Regions from separate parts of the Mus musculus genome. Here region 1 is linked to region 2. Evidence: chromatin contacts called from public Hi-C data. All regions are on one chromosome and are shown on one strand. Each heading gives the region's core, a stretch centred on a gene start, on an enhancer-like site or on the middle of the called end of the contact. The rest is flanking DNA. Distances are from core to core; before and after follow the strand shown.

Evidence for each region. Hi-C and Micro-C count contacts between places; a contact is called where the count stands out from the background.
Region 1: a Hi-C map of uterus shows a contact between it and region 2, with 4 times the contacts expected there. The contact joins two enhancer-like sites. A contact is called at or near these places in 1 of 15 datasets of contacts at CTCF or cohesin (large pre-B cells), 1 of 484 Hi-C or Micro-C datasets (uterus) and 4 of 115 datasets of contacts at active chromatin or transcription factors (CD8 T cells, acute myeloid leukemia, embryonic stem cells and 1 more).

What each region holds. Positions count from the first base shown.
Region 1 is chr14:72,997,416-73,001,826 of GRCm38.p6, forward strand. No RefSeq gene overlaps it. Among named protein-coding and RNA genes, the nearest start is that of Gm41208, 15 kb to the right of the region's middle. Within about 2 kb of position 3,061, at least 12 of the 459 cell types and tissues checked have an H3K27ac peak or open chromatin away from gene starts, as enhancers often do. A contact at or near this core is called in uterus, where this site is marked.
Region 2 is chr14:72,780,642-72,785,233 of GRCm38.p6, forward strand. All of the region lies in intron 5 of Gm35218 (a long non-coding RNA gene), which reads right to left. Among named protein-coding and RNA genes, the nearest start is that of Gm35218, 25 kb to the right of the region's middle. Within about 2 kb of position 2,715, at least 75 of the 459 cell types and tissues checked have an H3K27ac peak or open chromatin away from gene starts, as enhancers often do. A contact at or near this core is called in uterus, where this site is marked.

The sequences.
Region 1 (4,411 bases), core at 1,811-4,310, 220 kb after region 2:
GACAGAGCGGAGTTAAAGCTTGACCTCAGCAGGTGTGAGGCGGAGTGATTCCGAGTTTATTGAGCAAAATGAGAATCAGATTATTTACCACTAAGAGAGCCCAGAAGGACTGTATGAGAAGCGCCTAGTTCAGTGATAGGTGTTCCTTTCATAAGCATCACAAAGTCTCTATGTTTGCACTCCAAAAATACAGCATTCAGAAGACTGAGCAATGTCCCTTGGAAGGCCAGGTTGACTGCAGCGTCGTCTGTTTAGAAGCTCCTTAATCTTGGGCACTGTGTGAAGGCTCTTCCGTTGCTGTCACAAAACATCTGACAAAAGTAACTAACAGAAGGGAGGGAGGGAGGGAGGGAAGGAGGGAAGGAAGAAGGGAGGGAGGGAAGGAAGAAAAAAGAAGGGAGGGAAGGAGGGAAGAAGGGAGAAGGAGGGAGGGATGGAGGAGAGCGGGGTTATTTGGGCTCTCACTTTGAGGATAGTTGCATCATGGCCTAAAGGTTGGGCAGAGAGAAAGGGAATGAGTCCCACAGGAGGAGAAGGTAAGGCGGCTGGTCATGTAAATCCAGTCCCAAAGTAGGACGCAAATGCATCTCCTCAGCACTCTTTTCTTTTCTTTTCTTTTCTTTTCTTTTCTTTTCTTTTCTTTTCTTTTCTTTTCTTTTCTTTTCTTTTCTCTTTTCTTTTCTTTTCTTTCCTTTTCTTTCCTTTTCTTTTCTTTCCTTTTCAGTAGTCTAGTCCGAGGCTGCAGCCAGGGAAGAGGAGATGGCACCACCCACATTCAGAGGAGCTCTTTCTTCTTCAATAAAACCTTTCTGGAAACCCCCTTGGAGGTGTCTCCATGGTGATTCTAAATCCAGTCAACTTGACAATGATGATTAACCTTGACAGACTCTCTGTGCCTGAGCCTCCTCAGGCTGAAGCCAGGCCATTGTAAGGAGTAAGCCAAGTGTTAATACATGAGATGCCTTATGGACCGTGGCGCTTATATCAACACTCCGTGCCGTAGCTATTGGGGAGCAAAACCCTGCTGTATGTCTAGCACCACATCATCATTGATCTGATCAGAGTACTGATTGTAGGTCGTGAGGTGTCAATTGAACAATCTTCTGAAAATACAAAGATATTATGTCTTGATGCTCTGCTTGGGCTAGTGTATGTGTGTGTGTGCGCGCGCGCATGTGTGTGTATTCATGTGTATAAATTCTGAAGTGTGTATGTAAGTTTGAATGTGTGTTTGCACATATGCATATTATGTTTCTATTTTTCTGTTTGCATATATGTTTGTGCCATATACATGTTCGTGTGTGTGTGTGTGTGTGTGTGTGTCCATATATCTGTGTGCATGTGTGTGTTTCTATATGTACATGTTTGTGTTTGGGTGTCTTGCATGGGTGTTTGTGCTTATGTATGTTGAATGTGCATGTTCATGCGTCTATATGTGTGTGCATGTATGTGTGTATGTGTATATGATTGTGTGTGTTCCTATGTGTAAAAGCATGTGTGTGCATGTGCACAAATGTGTGTGTGTGTATGTGTGTGTGTGTGTGTGTGTGTGTGTGAGAGAGAGAGAGAGAGAGAGAGAGAGAGAGAGAGAATATTTTGCTAGGAGTTAAAGCTAGAATCTGGCTCACACTGAGCACATGCAAGCTCTGTACAGTGAGTTACGGGTTTGAACACTGTATAACACTACTCTTGTGCTAATGCTATTTGTGGACATACTGCTGTATGATCAATAAACTAGAAACCCTTGGGCCAGGCCCAAACATCTAGATACAGCCTGAGGCCCCAGCTAGCCAGAAGAAGCCGTGGCCTGGACAGGGAGGAGGTCTGAAGGGCCAAAACTCGAGTGGACATCAGCCTCAGGCATGAACTTCCTCTAAGACACTGGAAAACAAACATGGAAAATTGGTTTGCAAGGTCCCGTGGATACTGAAGGGCCTTGAGCATGTGGCTCTGATAGGCCTTGATCTTCTCCCTTGTTCTCTCTGCCTTGCCAATAAAAAAAAAAAAAAAAAAGAATTCTATTCCTAAAGCTAGCCATCAAGGACCATTCCCTTATTTAGCCATTTCTTCCTCCTGAGGCTGACTGCCAAGGTTCAGCTCTCAAGGTATTGGAAATCCAGTAATGAAAAGCCCCCTTTTGACACATGTAGTTAATATGCCCAGTTACAATTAAACACCTCATCCTAAAACAGGGTTTCCCCCTTTACCTTTATAAACCACCACTTTCCTATGGGCCATGTCTGTCTCCTCTCTAACCAGAGGCAGTCCTTTGTTCCCCAGAACAAATACCCCTTCCCCTCTCATTTGTCTCCTTCCCCTTCTCCTCCTCCTCTTTGTCTCTCATTCCCTGCCCTCTGTCCCTGTGGGACAGACAAATCTCCTTGGTGCTGAGAACTTGGTCTTGGGGGGTTCCTGAGCCAATAACAATGTCTAAAAGACACACATGCAAGGCCCTGGCTAGACCCTACACAAAGGGCCTTCTACCTTGATGGAACTGTTTGAGTGGCATCTACTTCTGCTCTGGGGTCTCTCTCAGACCACTTTCCAGAATGTAAGAAAAAGAAAGGTATCTATCTCCTGCCTGGAATAGCCCCCCCTTCCCACTGTCTCGGTCTGTTGGCTGCAAACTCCTGGGCTGTGTTTTACTGAGAGACTCACCTTTGACCAGAGAATTCTTCGGTGTGGCCTGGCATATCTATTAGTTTACTCCAGAGGGGTGTGTTCACGATGTTAGGATGTCAAAGAAAAGACAGTGATTTTTTTTTCAGAAGCTGCTGGCAAAGGGGATATGGCTAGCAGCTATCAAGCTCTTGAAATATGAAAATTAATTAAATTCAATTTGGAGAATGAGAATCATCACTTCAGATAAGGATACTGTGATAAATAATGCCTTCAGTAAGAAAAGCACTCCTTGCCGTGCCTCCAGGGTCTCATTCTGAGGCTCGCTGAAATGCAAACAAACGAACGAACGAACAAACAGAGTTTATGAAACAAATTGTATTAATGACAACAAGCCAGTCTCGGGCTCCAACACAATCCAGCAAGGGCTGGAGGCCAAGATCTGTGGAGTTTGTCTCAGGAGCCTCTGCCCAAAGCCACAGGGTTGGGAAAAAAAAGATGAGAGGCACAAGAATGCCCCACAGCTCCCCCTAGTGTTGGTGTCTGGTATTCCACCTGAGCCCAGACTTATTTGTAATTAGTAAACTGATTTTTTTCCCTTTCAGCAGGACTCCTTAACAGTAATCAAACACTACATCGCGCACCCACGAGATCCTCTCACTCCTCTACGCTGAGAGTCTTTTTATTTTATGATAGTTGTCTTAAACCAAATGAGGAGGACGAGACGATGAACAGACGGACCTGCCCAAGAAACCAAGATCGGGGATGGGAATGCGATAGATAATCCCTTATTTAAGGAAAACAATCCTCTCCATGTCTCAGGTGCCTCATTTTGAGAGTTTCCGAAATGCAAACGACAACAGCAAAAGAGTTGTTGCTGGGTACTTGTCTAACATGGCACTGAGTAAACCGGATGTGGTGGCTCGTGCCTAAAATCCCACGACCTGGGTGGTTAAAAGCAGAGGGATTAGGAGTTGGAAGTCATCCTCGACCACATACTGAATTAGAGGCCAACCTAAGATATACAAGACTCTGTCGTAGACAAAGCAATGAATGAATGAACGAGTGATTGAACGGATTTGATGTCTTCTTTGCTAGTTTTTGTGGATGGGGACAAAATTAAAATTTGTTTCTTCTCCAATAAAGCTGGAGTAACCCATGTGTCTGCTTCTCAGAGCTACAAAGATTAAATCGGATCAGCCAGGTGCTGGCCACCACACCTCCCAGTATGCAGCACAGGCTGGGTAACCTTGGTTACTGTTTCTGCCTCCTTCAACGGCCCGCTGAGGCCAGACCTCCTCCTGAGAAGACCACAGACACTCTCCGCCCCTCCCTGAGGATGCCAGAGTACCTCTACTCCTATGCCCCATCCCACTACTCCTCAGTTGAAAGTCTTTACCTGGCCCGAGGTTGCTGGACTTATGCTTGCCCCTGTGTGCTAATCAACACGACCAAATGTGTCACGCGTCATTCCCACAGCCTAGGTAATGGCAATGAGACCTTCCATGACCCTGGCCCAGCTCAGCTGCCCTGAAGGTATGCCAGCAGGGTTCCTGCTTCTCAACCCACTCTCGAGATCTGTTCTCTCAGAGCTGGTCCTTCCCACCTTGGGATCCCTAGGATGAGACTGGATGATCGCATCAAGCTGGAGAGAGCATGCTAACTCTCCTTCCACTCTGGGCAGTATCTGTGCCAACTCAGGTTCCTCCAGGGACACCAATCCAGTTTAGCACTTGCAGACTCTTTTGATGAGTTAGATATGGTGATAAACTTGGGTGACAGACAGGAAAAT
Region 2 (4,592 bases), core at 1,465-3,964:
AGAAGGTTGTATACTGTGTGGCTGATGTCTTAGTACCTTTTCAAAATTATAAGGTTAGACAATTATAAATTTGAGTGATTTCAAGAGACTAGGGAAGGGTTTTCAGTGGAAGAACTAGGTGTGGCTGCAAACTGGCCACTTGAAGGATTCTGCATCATGGAGATGTTCTCCAATTTGTCTCCATGGCAACTTCTGGACTGTTATGTCAGTCTATGTAGTTTAGAAAGTTGTTACTGTTAGCATTTTGTCTAGACTCTGCCCCATAGTTACCTGGCAACAGCCAGGTATGCCTGACTTAGTATAAAAGGGGCTGCTTACCCCCTTCTCTCTCTCTCTCTCTCTCTCTCTCTCTCTCTCTCTCTCTCTCTCTCGCCTTCTTGGTTCTGCTCTATCCTCTTGTCCCTTTCCCTCTCTCTCTCCATCCCCTTTCCCCCCTCTCTCCATGTGCTCACGACCAACCTCTCCTCCTCCTCCTCTTCCTCCTCCTCCCTCTCTCTCTCTCTCTCTCTCTCTCTCTCTCTCTCTCTCTCTCTCTGCCTTTCTCTGCTTCTACTATCCTACCCTCTCAACTCCCTCCTGATGCCCTAAAAAACTCTATTTTATACTAAAACAAACAAGCAAACAAACAAACTTTTCTTAATACAAAATCAATAATTAATAGTGAGGAAACATCTGTATTATGAGATAGATCACACTGACTAAATCTGGGTGGGGAGTGTTCGTTTGTTTGTTTTTAACATAAAATCTGGTTGTCTAGAATGCTCATCACTGAGACATAGCTGGGTACCAAGTAATATGCTCACAAAGGTCTGACTAACGGAACGTTATGTGGCAACATTTCTCAGTTTATAGAAAGAAGTTCCTTTATCCTCCCAGTCAGCCGATTTGGGGGCATTATGGACACCATTCTTGCAAAACATTTCAGAGAAGGCCATTGGGACAGCTGTAGGGAAGGCATTGGTTTGGGAATATTTCAGGCAGGCTTACTAAGAGTAGTACTACAAAATCATTTCTTGGATATTGGGAGTTTGGAAACCATCAAGGCCAGAAGCAGGTTTAGAAATTGCATACATAAATCTAAGACACAGAGAGAAAATACAAGGGGGCCTTAGTCAGCTCTTCACAGTAATAGCTTTTTTCATAAAGGAGGTTAAATTTCATTCAGTGGGTTCTGTCTTAGATGTCCATTTGTAATTTTAGAAAGAATCCTAACCCGAGAAGTAGAAACTACCATTTGAAGCTATTGCTATAACCCAATGTCTACAACCCAGATCTTTTTAGTCTTTTAAAAGTTTTACGGTTTTATTGAATATTACTTAGATACATTGCTTCTTTATATTTTGCCTTTCAGAATATCTTCAGAAAGGTTTTTAACTGTCTTCTATGCTAAGTTAAGCAGTGAGCTGACAGGACCTGGAAGGCATTCAGACTTTTGTCCTATCCACTGGAGCCACCCCTAGCTTGGGGCTAAGGTAGACAGAAGTGTAAGGCTAAGGTTACCCGTCCTGGAGTAGCGCAATGCTCAAGGAGGAGAGCCTGCAAAACCAGTCAGCTCCATGTTTGGTTTCAAATCGAAATATTTCCAAGGCCTCACTTACTTGGCACCCAGCTACAGTACAATGTCTACAAGAAGCATTGCTGATGTGAAGAGAAACCTGAAGAACTCTCATTAGGCAAACATCCCACCAAGGAGTGTACAGGAGAATATAAGAGAACTTGAATATATGGCCTCACCCATCCACCTGGAGTAAGAGATGCCTTAACAAAATATTGTACTATGTTTGATCATGTTTTATCATTGGTCCATGCTGGTTCATTTTACCCATCCATCCCCTGAGGTATGGATATATAGATGGTTAGATATTCCTCCTACACACTATGCTTGCTTCCACACAACTCACAGGATTCTGCTATGCCTATTTCAGGAAGAAAAAACTGAGTTCTAAGGAGTTTGCATAGCTTAGATAGAATAAGTAACGGTAAATAGCACAGTTGACCCTCTGTAATGAATTCCACGGGATTCCTACTACTGTTTCCTTGTAGACAATGGAGGCCAGAGGTGTCTTGCCTCTTTGTGGGTTCCTCTCCATTGCTCCAGGACTTCTTGGTGAACTTAGACCCATGCAATAAATACTTAGTACTCTTTGGGAGAGACATATTAGGATATTGGGGAGCAGAAACCTAAAAGGTGCTTCCTTGGCCTTCAGAAACTTTGATGAGGAGAGGACATTCACAGAAACGTCAGCATGGAGTGTAATGTGGAGCGCAATAGGGGTGGCTCAGTGCACAAAGGCACCTGGCGTTAAGCCTGAGAATTGAGTGTAATCCCCAAGACCCACAAGGTCAGAGAGACCTTGCTCCCTTAAGTTGCCCTCTGACCTTACACATGCACCACAGAATGTATGCATAGGTAGATGGTAGATGAAATTAAAGAAAGGAATCAAATAAAAACATACTAAAAACTTTTTTAAAGTTACAAATAAAAATATTATTGGGATAGTTGGTGGGGTAAGATTTTTTACTAATGATTTCCACAGAGAAAAGGGGCCAGAGAGGCTCTTCCAAGTAGAGAGGACAGTGAACATAAAAGCACGGGGCTGAGAAAGCCTGAGGCATGCTTCAAGAATCTGGGTTTGAAGTGGATAAAGCTTGGAAGGGCGTTATTGGGCAGAGCATCCGGAAAGGGGAAGGGGAAGCGGGTCTGAAGCTCCTCCCCGCCTGCTCCAGACAGCACACGTGGGTGGTGAGTGTGAGGAAAGACAGCGGGCGGGTGTGGAGCTATGTCCTGTTTTGCAGCCTGGGCAGAAATGCATCTGGCAATGCTCTCCTCCTGTGTGAAGGGAGGGAGTGTTAGAGTTTTTGCAGCCAAGTCCTTTCCATCCCTGGAGGAGCAGCCAGAGGGCCTCATGTCTGATGCTCTTGACTGGGTGATGCCACATGGCTGTGCTTCCGAGGTTCAATGCTTTTTCTCCATGACGATGGTTTCTCTTACACCATAGGTCAGGTCAACCTTATTCTTATGTCTACTGGTCACATGATCTCCCTTTGCTGCTGCTTGCTTAATAAACAAATTATTTTCAGTCCTCTGAGTGGGGCTATAACTTTCTTGAGGATATGAATAAATTCTTACACTTTTTTTATTTATTCTCCTGAGCAGGGAAAGACACACAGTAGGCTTGCAAAGCAAAAATATAAACAAAACAAACCAAAAACGAAATGATGACAACAACAAAACAGGTTATACTAGCCTGTTTCCTTCCACACAGAATGCCCAAATAGCAAGTATTTATATAGCAAATTGTTTAATCCTCTTAGTATTGTAAGAAGTCAAATATTTAGATTTTTTCTTTAAATTAGTGTAATTAATTACGTGAGTATTTGAGCTGCTAACAAGGTACAGACATGTTCAAAGTAATTGCTCCCTATGTCCACTTCCTGGCCAATATTTTACCAGGCCCTGAGTTATATAGCCTAGAAATCAAGTTTGTCCTTTACTACCGAATCATGACAGGACCAGAAGAAAAGTTTCTTGTTGTTTAATCAGCAGGAGTACTGGGGAAGCAAGAAAAAAATGCTATTGTGTGATAAGGGTCTGACTACAGACCACCAAGCAGGCACTTCGAGAATATGATCACATATACTTCTAGGGAGAGAGAGAGAGAGAGAGAGAGAGAGAGAGAGAGAGAGAGAGAGAGAGAGAGAAAGAGAGAGAGAGAGAGAGAGAGAGAGAGAAAGAAAGAGAAAGAGAGAGAGAGAGAGAGTAGACGGCAGTGTTCTGTGCTAAGCCTGGCTTAGAATGAAGTCAACGGCAGGAAAACTCTCACATGAGTCACAGAATCACCAAGTTTGTACATGTTTACTTTCTCAGTCTTTCGTTTCTCTCTCCTCCCAGTAAGGGCAATCGCAAGATGAGGCAGGAAACCAAATCGAAGAATAATAAGAAGCCATTGGATTATCATTTTGGTTCTATCTTCCTTATTTGAAAGAAGAAAAAAATAGGTTCAAGAAAAAAGAGGAAAAAATAGAGAAAAAGCAAAACTGACCACATAGTCAGAAAATGCATTAGGGGCACAACTGTTCATGTTGTTACATCATACATACCAAGGAATGTTAAGACTGTGGCATACTGAAAAAAGGGCAGTCCTGCAGCTGTAATGTAAAGAATAATGGCTTCTTTAAAAAGGAGTATATTTATAGTTAAAAATTAAATTGGTTCAGGTGTAGTAGTGAATGACTGTAATACCCGCACTCTGGAGATCTAGGCAGGAGGCTTAAGGGTTCTAGGTTAGCCTGGGCTACAGAACAGGTCCCTGGGTGTAAGACAAAAATGAAATGAAGTGGGTAAATAAGTTAACTTAAATTGTACACACTTACAAGGTAAAGGTGATGTTTGAGTATATGCATGCAGTGTAGAGTAATAAAATCAGAGTAATTAACAGATTCTTCACATTGAAGGTTTATCATTCCTTTAGAGTAAGAGCATCCCAAAATTCTCCAAAGACCCAATAACAAGGAAATAACTTGACCTAAAAGAGTAGGCAAAAAAAAAAAATCTAATTTCTTTTTTCCTAAATGAAGACACATAATGGTCA